Regions from separate parts of the Hordeum vulgare genome. Here all the other regions are linked to region 1. A link is a contact called in public Hi-C data. All regions are on one chromosome and are shown on one strand. The core of a region is the stretch at or near the end of the contact, and the rest is flanking DNA. Distances in the headings are between cores, read along the strand shown.

Region 1 (2,700 bases), core at 164-2,663:
GGCAGTCTTATGATGGTCTAAGATTGTAACACTGAAATAGGTAAAACAGTGTAAGTGCCCCCAAGTGCCATTCTCACCAACTGGAAAACATGGTAATAAATCAAGGTTGTGTCATTGTGTGCATCAACCGATGAACATGTCGAGCGCATGCCTCCTTTTTGAAAAGAAAAAAGTGCCATTCTCACACAACTTTCGGAAGCAGCCTTGGTCCAAGATTGTTACAGTGGAAAAGATAAACAACTATAAGTATCCTAGTATTGCCAAGAAAATATTCTAGTGCAGAGCTTCCCAGTTCCACGATATTCAAATGATTGAAGGCCACAGAGTTACAAACATTGAGAATGCCCTACTACTGCGCATAAAATTAGGAAAAATCACATCCGAATGAATCTAAGATTAACCACATGGTTCACATCAAACAAGAATGTAAATGATGCAACATAAAGAGAAACGGTCAGAGATGAATGTTTACAGACCTCTGAACCTTCGGGGCTATATCAGCAACAAAACCAGGAGGCCCTACGAAGTCAAGAAGGTAAACATCTTCGATTTCATCAAACGGAAGACCATCGCTCCTGCAAGAAGAAACCCATAACTATAAGATCAAGGTTATAACAGGAGAAACACAAGATCGTCGTTTTTCTTAGGTACAAGATCGTCGTTTTGGATCTAGTCTGCCAAGGCTTGTATAGCATGACAATAAAAGCGCGAATGAGTTCTGGGTGATATTTCCGACCCATTCCAATCAGCCACGACTAATGATGTATTGAAATCCAAAGGAAGATACTCCGTCCAGTTCAGACCATGCTCAACTTTGTCTCGAGAAGAAGATTTTATGACTCCAGGCCTCCAGAGCATGGGTCATTATTATGTGAAATAAAGTTTCTAACTTGAGATGATTATTTTGGACGGAATACAGATTGCACAAAAAATTGGCATGCATTTAGCTTAAATGAACGAAATAACGACGCCAGGATTTGTCAAACTGAAACTACACCTGAACACTGCAAAGGCAACGCCCTGTAAAAACTTACTACTAAAACTGTCAAAGTGAGCACCTGAAAAGCGCGTGATTCGCACAGATTTGGTATCGTGCATTGATCTTATGGTGGGTCAGGTCTGAAGTTCGGAGAGACTACCTGATGGGGTCGTAGACGGTGTTGGGGAAGAATCGGACGGGGAGGGCCGCGGCGGAGAAGTAGAGGTGAGCGGCGAGCGCGGCGAATGCGCCGTCCGGGCACGGGTAGTGGTACAGCACGGCCGATGCCTTCCTCGCGGTGCCCGCCATATGTGTTACGGGCTTGCGGCGCCGAGGGGGGATGGCGAGAGGAAGCGGCGCGGCTGGGGCGGCGGACGGGTGCGTGGGTTTCCTGGTTTTGCGGTTTTGGGAGCTGTAGATGGGTTCGGCACCTCGGCTCAGGTGCCCGTGTAAGTGTGTTTGGTAACATTCTCATGGTGTGTTTCATAACATTTTCAATCTAGCATGGTTTTTTTATCGGAAATATGGAGAGTTTTATTTAATAGATGCATCGACAAAATCTGTCATCAGGCTGGTTACAAGAAAACTAGGCTTCAAATCAAACCAGCAGTCCGTCAAATCTAAAATGCTTGCTTGCTTTGCACAAAGATGGACAGAGGTGTTTATTGATCTATTACACTGTTGAATAACAAAAGATGTAAAAAAAAACTACGCAAATTCCAGAGGTGGACCAACTCCAGACAATTTGTTTTCATGACAACCTTGGAATGGCCTCTCAACCTCGCAAAGAAGGCCTCGTCTCGTAGCGCAAGTGTTTCCGCTGTAAGTGGGTCTGTGACCCTGCTGTAAGGCTTGCACCAAGGAGCCACAAACCATTGGTGAGTTCTGGCAACTTCTCCTCCACCGTCCCGTTCAGCCTACATAGCTATGTTGTCGTCGGTGTTGATCTTTACTTCATCATTTTCTGATGGGCGCCAACCATGCCCACGAAGAACTCGAGCATGCTTGCGAGGAATATCGAGGAAAGCTAGTGCATGTCGCGTCATGATCAAAGACTGAAATGGGTTTGTTGCTCCTTTATCATGTGCGAGGTTGTTGTGGAAAGTCCAAATAGCCCATATAAGGGAGACCAAATTTGCCCTATCAAGCCCAAGTGAATTGAGGATCACATAGAATGTCCTTCTTCCAAGTCAGAGGATGTAAGTATGGCCGCTTGATATCCAATCATTCTGCCGTTGCGTTCCAAAACTTCATCGCATGGGAGCAATGATACGTCTCCAACGTATCTATATTTTTTTATTGTTCCATGCTATTATATTATCTGTTTTGGATGTTTTATATGCATTAATATGCTATTTTATATTATTTGGGGGACTAACCTATTAATCTAGAGCCTAGTGCCAGTTTCTGTTTTTTTCCATGTTTTTGAATATTGCACATAAGGAATATTAAACGGAGTCCAAACGGAACAAAATCTCCGAAAAGATTTTTCTTGGACCAAAAGACACCTAAGAGACTTTTAGTAGGGGGCAGGGCACCTGCCGGGAGGCCACAAGCCTGTAGGGCGCGCCCTAGGGGGTGGTCGCGCCCCCTGGCTTGTGGGTCCACTACACGCTCCTAACCCTATTCTTTAGCCTATAAATTCCCAAATATCCCCGTATCGCCAAAAAGAGCCATGCAGATACTATTCCGCCGTCGGGAGCCTCTGTTTCCGAGAGATC
Region 2 (2,700 bases), core at 73-2,572, 140 kb after region 1:
TATATACTCCTATGACAATGCATGGACCTTTTGCTATCAGTTAGGAAACTAAGTCAATAATATAATTAATTAATTAGACAAAGCGTTAATTAGATTGCAAATAATTAAAAGTAAGGAGTTTTACAATTAGACAAACATTAAATAACTAGGAAGAGAGTTAATTAGCCCTACAAATAACTAATTGGGTAGGCAGCTAATCATGCCAAATCAATTTGAAAGCGTTCACGGTGAAGATGACCAATAGGCTATCATTGACGTTAGCGACTGCAAGCATGCTCTTGGTGACATGGTCGACCAACGCTTGCCAACATGACAACGACCATCACATGCTAACGACATGGACGACCAAACCGTCAAGATGGTTCCGACTGTGCTTTGCGATAGGTCTACAAGATGATGGTTCCCAAAATGTTTAAGGCAATGCCAACATACCTCTTAGGATGAGGTTGACGGCCGCGATGATCAAACTCTGACGGTCGAGGGCTTCGACCATGTGTTCAAGGATGATGATGATGACTGAGGACAATCGGCCAGGCGTCATTGCTCTTTAAATATTATTTTATCCCGTAGCAATACACGAATATTTAGCTAATAGAGATGGGAGGAGGGACAAAAAAGACCAGATGAAACCAGAGGAAGGTGGGAGGAGAAAGAGAGAAAAAATATGGAACAGAATGTTAATTAATGTAATTTGGTGATGTAATATGAAAATAATAATTAATGTGATTGATGATTTATGACAAGGTTGATTAATTCAAATTTGATCTTTAAAGATTCATTAAAAAATAATCTTGATTGATTATTTGACATAAATACATTATAAATATAAGATGATGGGAGGGAAGACGGAAAAACCGGACAAAGGTGGGAGGGAAGACGGAAAAACCTTGAAAAAGAAGGTATCAAGCCCCCTTTAGGAGCAAAATGTGATTGAGCAATTTATGAAAAGATTAATTAATTCAGATTTGTTTTTTTTTGCGAAGAAATTCAGATTTGGTCTTAAAAGACTCATTAAAAAATAATCTTAATTGATTTTTTTAATACATTAGTAAATATAATATGATGGAAGGAGAGACGAAAAAAATATCATACGAAAGTGGAAGGTAAAACGAAAAAACCATGGAAAAAAGTTATCAACTCGAGATTATGATCGTCAATGGAATAAGGGAGTTGGATCATTTGTTCCCTTTCGATCTCAACAGTTTGGAGCTGTGTGCACCGTCCCCACCTGTGCACACCATCCCCGTGAAACTCTGAGGAAGATTCGTGGAGGATTAGGCCGGAGATTAACCATTTAAGCGGTAGCCCCAGGCCAACACCTGCTGTCCCGTCCCGCACGCTTGCCGACCCGGCCAAACCACGCCACAGCCGCAACGCACCAAAGCGCACTCGCTCGTTCGTACGCGCCCGGCGCCCCTATTTAACCACCGTCTCCTCCTCCAAGCCCTACGACAGCGAGCACCGTAAACCCTGCTCTCTACTCTCTAGTACCTCGTAGGCAAGCTTCCATATGGGTCCGAGAGTTCTTCTTGTCACGGCTATGGTGGCCGCGGCCGTGGCGGCGGCGGGGGCGGACGTCGCGGCGGACCGGGCGGAATGCTCGGACAAGCTGGTGGCGCTGGCGACGTGCCTGACATTCGTGCAGGGGCAGGGGCAGGCGCCGACGCCGGACTGCTGCGGGGGCCTGAAGACGGTGCTGCAGACCAGCCCCAAGTGCCTGTGCGTGCTCGTCAAGGACCGCGACGATCCCGGTCTCGACTTGAAGCTCAACGTCACCAGGGCGCTCGGCCTCCCCGCCGCCTGCAGCGCCCCGGCAAACATCTCCGACTGCCCAAGTACGTCCTCCATCCCTAAAGCTTATGCACTAGTACCACACACTACTACCCAGTCTGGTCGATGGAGTTTCGTATCGACCTGTAGGTTCTGGCTTCCACGCACTTGGAATAATTATATGTGCAACTCAGATGCCAGAAGTCCACTATGTATGAAAGAATCTGGAACGATATGTATGGCAAGAGAAGTAACAGCTGCGTTCATGTTCATATGATGCATCTGGTTGATGTTAGTGGGATCATGTTGACGATTCTTCAGTTTCAAACGTTACCACCACCACTTAAAGCAGCACCCACATTAAGAAATGCTTGTAGAAACACCGCTTTCTAGGCCCGTAATTTCTGGTACGTGCTCGATCGCGACATGCTGGTAGCAACGTGTCAGAACATGAGGAGGGAAATATCTCGCCCACCGGGAGCGTCCAAATTAGCGGCCTGTCAGCATTTCCCTGTGCGGTCCGTGAATGATGTTGCCACACCCCTCACTAACGAATGGTATTATTATTTATGGCGCTGTGGGAAAGACTTGATCTCATTTTGTTTGCTGGTAACTAACGAAGTGCGCTCCTGTTGTGGATTCAACGTTTTACAGGGCTACTGCACCTGCCGCCCAATTCCAAGGACGCACAGGTCTTCGAGCAGTTTGCCAAGCAGCAGGCGGCCCAGAGCAGCCCAAGTGAGTTATTCTCCTCCTGCTAATTGTTTTATTATTACAAGGATTTAGTGGTTCATTAGTAACAATAATAAAATTGTCTAGAAGAGACGGCCAAGTGTTCCCGCTGAAGAAGGGAGTTGTATAGTGCGGACGCATAATGACGATGTGCATGCGCCCGTCCAGTCGAGTCGATCAGCTGAGACTCAATAATTG
Region 3 (2,700 bases), core at 166-2,665, 250 kb after region 1:
CTAACCCGTCATAAGCTTTCATCATGTCCAACTTCAAAGCACAATGACTGTTGGATTTAGATTTGCTCCTCTTCATAAAATGGAGGCACTCGTAGGCACAAATGATGTTATCTGTAATCAGTCTTCGAGGCACAAAAGCAGATTGTTCCTCAGAAATGATGTCGGGCAAGATCAACTTTAGTCTATTAGCCACAATTTTGGAAGCAATTTTGTATAGCACATTGCACAAACTAATCGGTTTGAATTGTGTAAGGAGGGTTGGGTTCATTACCTTTGGTACTAAAACCAAAAATGTATCATTGATGCATTCCGCACTTTCTTCCCCCTTGACAATTCTTAACACCGCCTTAGATATTTCTTCCCCGCACACATCCCAATGACTGTGATAAAAGTGTGCGGGGAAGCCATCCGGCCATGGCGACTTTAAAGGAAACATTTGAAACAGGGCCACTTTCACCTCTTCGTTAGTATATGGAGCACATAGAATGCCATTCATATCAGCTGTGACTTTTCGCGGTACATGTTCCAGAACTTGCTCCATGCCTGATACACCCTCCGAGGTATAAAGATCTTTATAGAAATTAGAGACAAGGATCTTCAGTTCGGTCGGGTCATCAATAGTAATTCCCAATGCATTGGACAGAGATTTGATCATGTTCTTCTTCCTTCTCATGCTCGCCCTTAGGTGGCAAAACTTTGTGTTCTTGTCGCCCGCTGCCAACCACTCAATTCTGGATCTTTGACGCCACAACATTTCCTCCCTATCATACAGCTCAAACAGTCGTTCATGAATTTTTTGCTCAGCGTGGGTGGGACTCAAGCGCCTGGGATCATCCCTTAACTTCCCCAAGTCATGTTTCAACCTTTTTATTTCAGTTCGCACAGAACCAAAGTTGTTCTTGTCCCAAATAGACAAGTTGTGTGCCAACAGCATAAGTTTGTGCCTCACATCCTCCATGCGACAGCTAGGTTTATCCAATGCCCACGCAGCTTGGATTTCATTCCCCAAACCATCATGAGATTCTCATGCTACTTCATACCTGAAAATTTTACTGCTACTTTTTGGCACGACAGGAACAGTGTTGAGTTCTAGATATATTGGGTTGTGATCTGAGGTAGCAGCCTCAAGGTGTGTCAAGCTAGCATTAGGGAACAGAGAACTCCACTCCGCTGAAGCTAGTGCTCGATCCAATCTTACCCTAGTAAACATTCCACCAGTAACCTTTTTCGAAAGTCCGAAATCTGCCTTTAAAACCCAGTCCATCAGCATGCACACATCCACCATGTCTCTGAAAGCTTGAGTGTGGGCATTGCTTCGCTGTCCCACTCCTTCATGTTCTGGATGGAGGACTTCATTGAAATCGCCTATGCAGAGCCATGGAAGAATACTTATAAGGAGCTTATGTTTTCTAAAGTATTCCACGTACGGTGACGTAAGTGAGTCTGAGCCTCTCCATACACTATTGCTATCCTCCACGGATCCCAGCTAGGGTCTTGAATCTCAACATCCACATGGTAGTCCGAGTAACCAAGAATTACTATTTTTATTGAATTATTCCAAAAAAGGCCTATGCCTCCACTCCTACCAACACTATCAATAGCGAAAGCATTATCAGAACCTATAGAACCTGCTAAACTCTCTACTCTTGTCTTGTCAATCTGAGTTTCTAAGATACATAGAATAGCAGGGGCATAGTTCTTCGCTAGATCGCGAAGTTCACGAACTATCGAGGCCTTGCCAACGCCTCGGTAGTTCCAGCAAAGGTAACTCATTGTGCCTAGCGGTGCTCCTCGCGGGAGCCCGCCGATAATGCAATTTTTTGTCCAGCAAAGTTGTCATCTCCATTCAAAACTTTCTTCGGCATCTTCCTGTCCTTGCGAGGTGACACGTAGACCGGGGGAGTGGAGGTATTCTCGCCGGGTTCCTCTCTGCCACAGCCAACTCCCCGCTAGGCATTGTCACGGTAGAAGCAGAACTCGGGGACACAGGCTGATCCTTATCCTTCGAACCCCTCTTGCTGGAGTGTTTGGCATCCAATTCATGCTTGGCACCCTCTGAGTGAGAAACGGCCACATGGGCAAGGCCATGTTGTGTAACTCCACCAGTATGAGCACGTCCAAGTTCTGTAGTATCCCCCATATTTTGCCCCGCTACCTTCCGTTGCGCTTTCCTTGCCTCTTGCCAACTCGTCGCGGGTGCGAGGTCCCAAGCCCTGATTCATGTCCACATGGTCTTCGGCCCCTTCTGATGCTCCGTTCGCATTGGCAGGCCCTCGACCTCTTGCTGGTACATAGCCGCGTCCTGAATCGCCTCCGTGTCCTCTGCCCCTTCCACCTCGGGACGGGACTCTACCCGTATGTTTGCTGAAAACTGCATCACACGTCCCTGAGCTATCATCCAGACACACCTTACAGAAGAAAGGAACTTTTTCATACTTGACAACAAGCATCCGGGTGCCCTCGCCTACAACTGTCAACTGATACTAAAGTAGTTGACCCATAGGTAGCGAGCGAGTAGGCCAACCCATTTAGCGCTCCCGATGCAGCAACAAGGTCGAGTCTAGCGATTAGGTAGGCTGGGTATTGTTTTTTTTAAAGGTAGGCTGGGTATTGTTGTGGCTTGGAAACCATAGCGACTTTTGCCTAGTGGGTTTTATGTTTTCCATCATTTTTTCTGTTTGTTAAGGGAAAACATTATTT

What was found. A called contact is a pair of places that touch in the nucleus more often than the background predicts.
Region 2: a contact with region 1 is called in a Hi-C map of seedling, with 2.2 times the contacts expected there. The contact joins the promoter of LOC123404408 here to the promoter of LOC123403293 in region 1. A contact is called at or near these places in 2 of 6 Hi-C or Micro-C datasets (leaf and seedling) and 1 of 1 datasets of contacts at active chromatin or transcription factors (embryo).
Region 3: a Hi-C map of seedling shows a contact between it and region 1, with 3 times the contacts expected there. The contact joins the enhancer-like site here to the promoter of LOC123403293 in region 1. A contact is called at or near these places in 2 of 6 Hi-C or Micro-C datasets (leaf and seedling).

Annotation. Positions count from the first base shown.
Region 1 is chr6H:446,581,944-446,584,643 of MorexV3_pseudomolecules_assembly, reverse strand. It overlaps LOC123403293, which reads right to left and starts at 1,413. Exons shown (of 7, transcript XM_045097245.1): 1 at 1,140-1,413; 2 at 477-575; 3 at 1-31. The coding sequence starts at 1,288.
Region 2 is chr6H:446,437,831-446,440,530 of MorexV3_pseudomolecules_assembly, reverse strand. LOC123404408 (non-specific lipid transfer protein GPI-anchored 14-like) reads left to right here and starts at 1,322. Exons shown (of 3, transcript XM_045098331.1): 1 at 1,322-1,835; 2 at 2,425-2,508. The coding sequence starts at 1,511.
Region 3 is chr6H:446,329,261-446,331,960 of MorexV3_pseudomolecules_assembly, reverse strand. No RefSeq gene overlaps it. Among protein-coding and RNA genes, the nearest start is that of LOC123404408, 110 kb to the left of the region's middle. Within about 2 kb of position 1,415, at least 1 of the 3 cell types and tissues checked has open chromatin away from gene starts, as enhancers often do. A contact at or near this core is called in seedling, where this site is marked.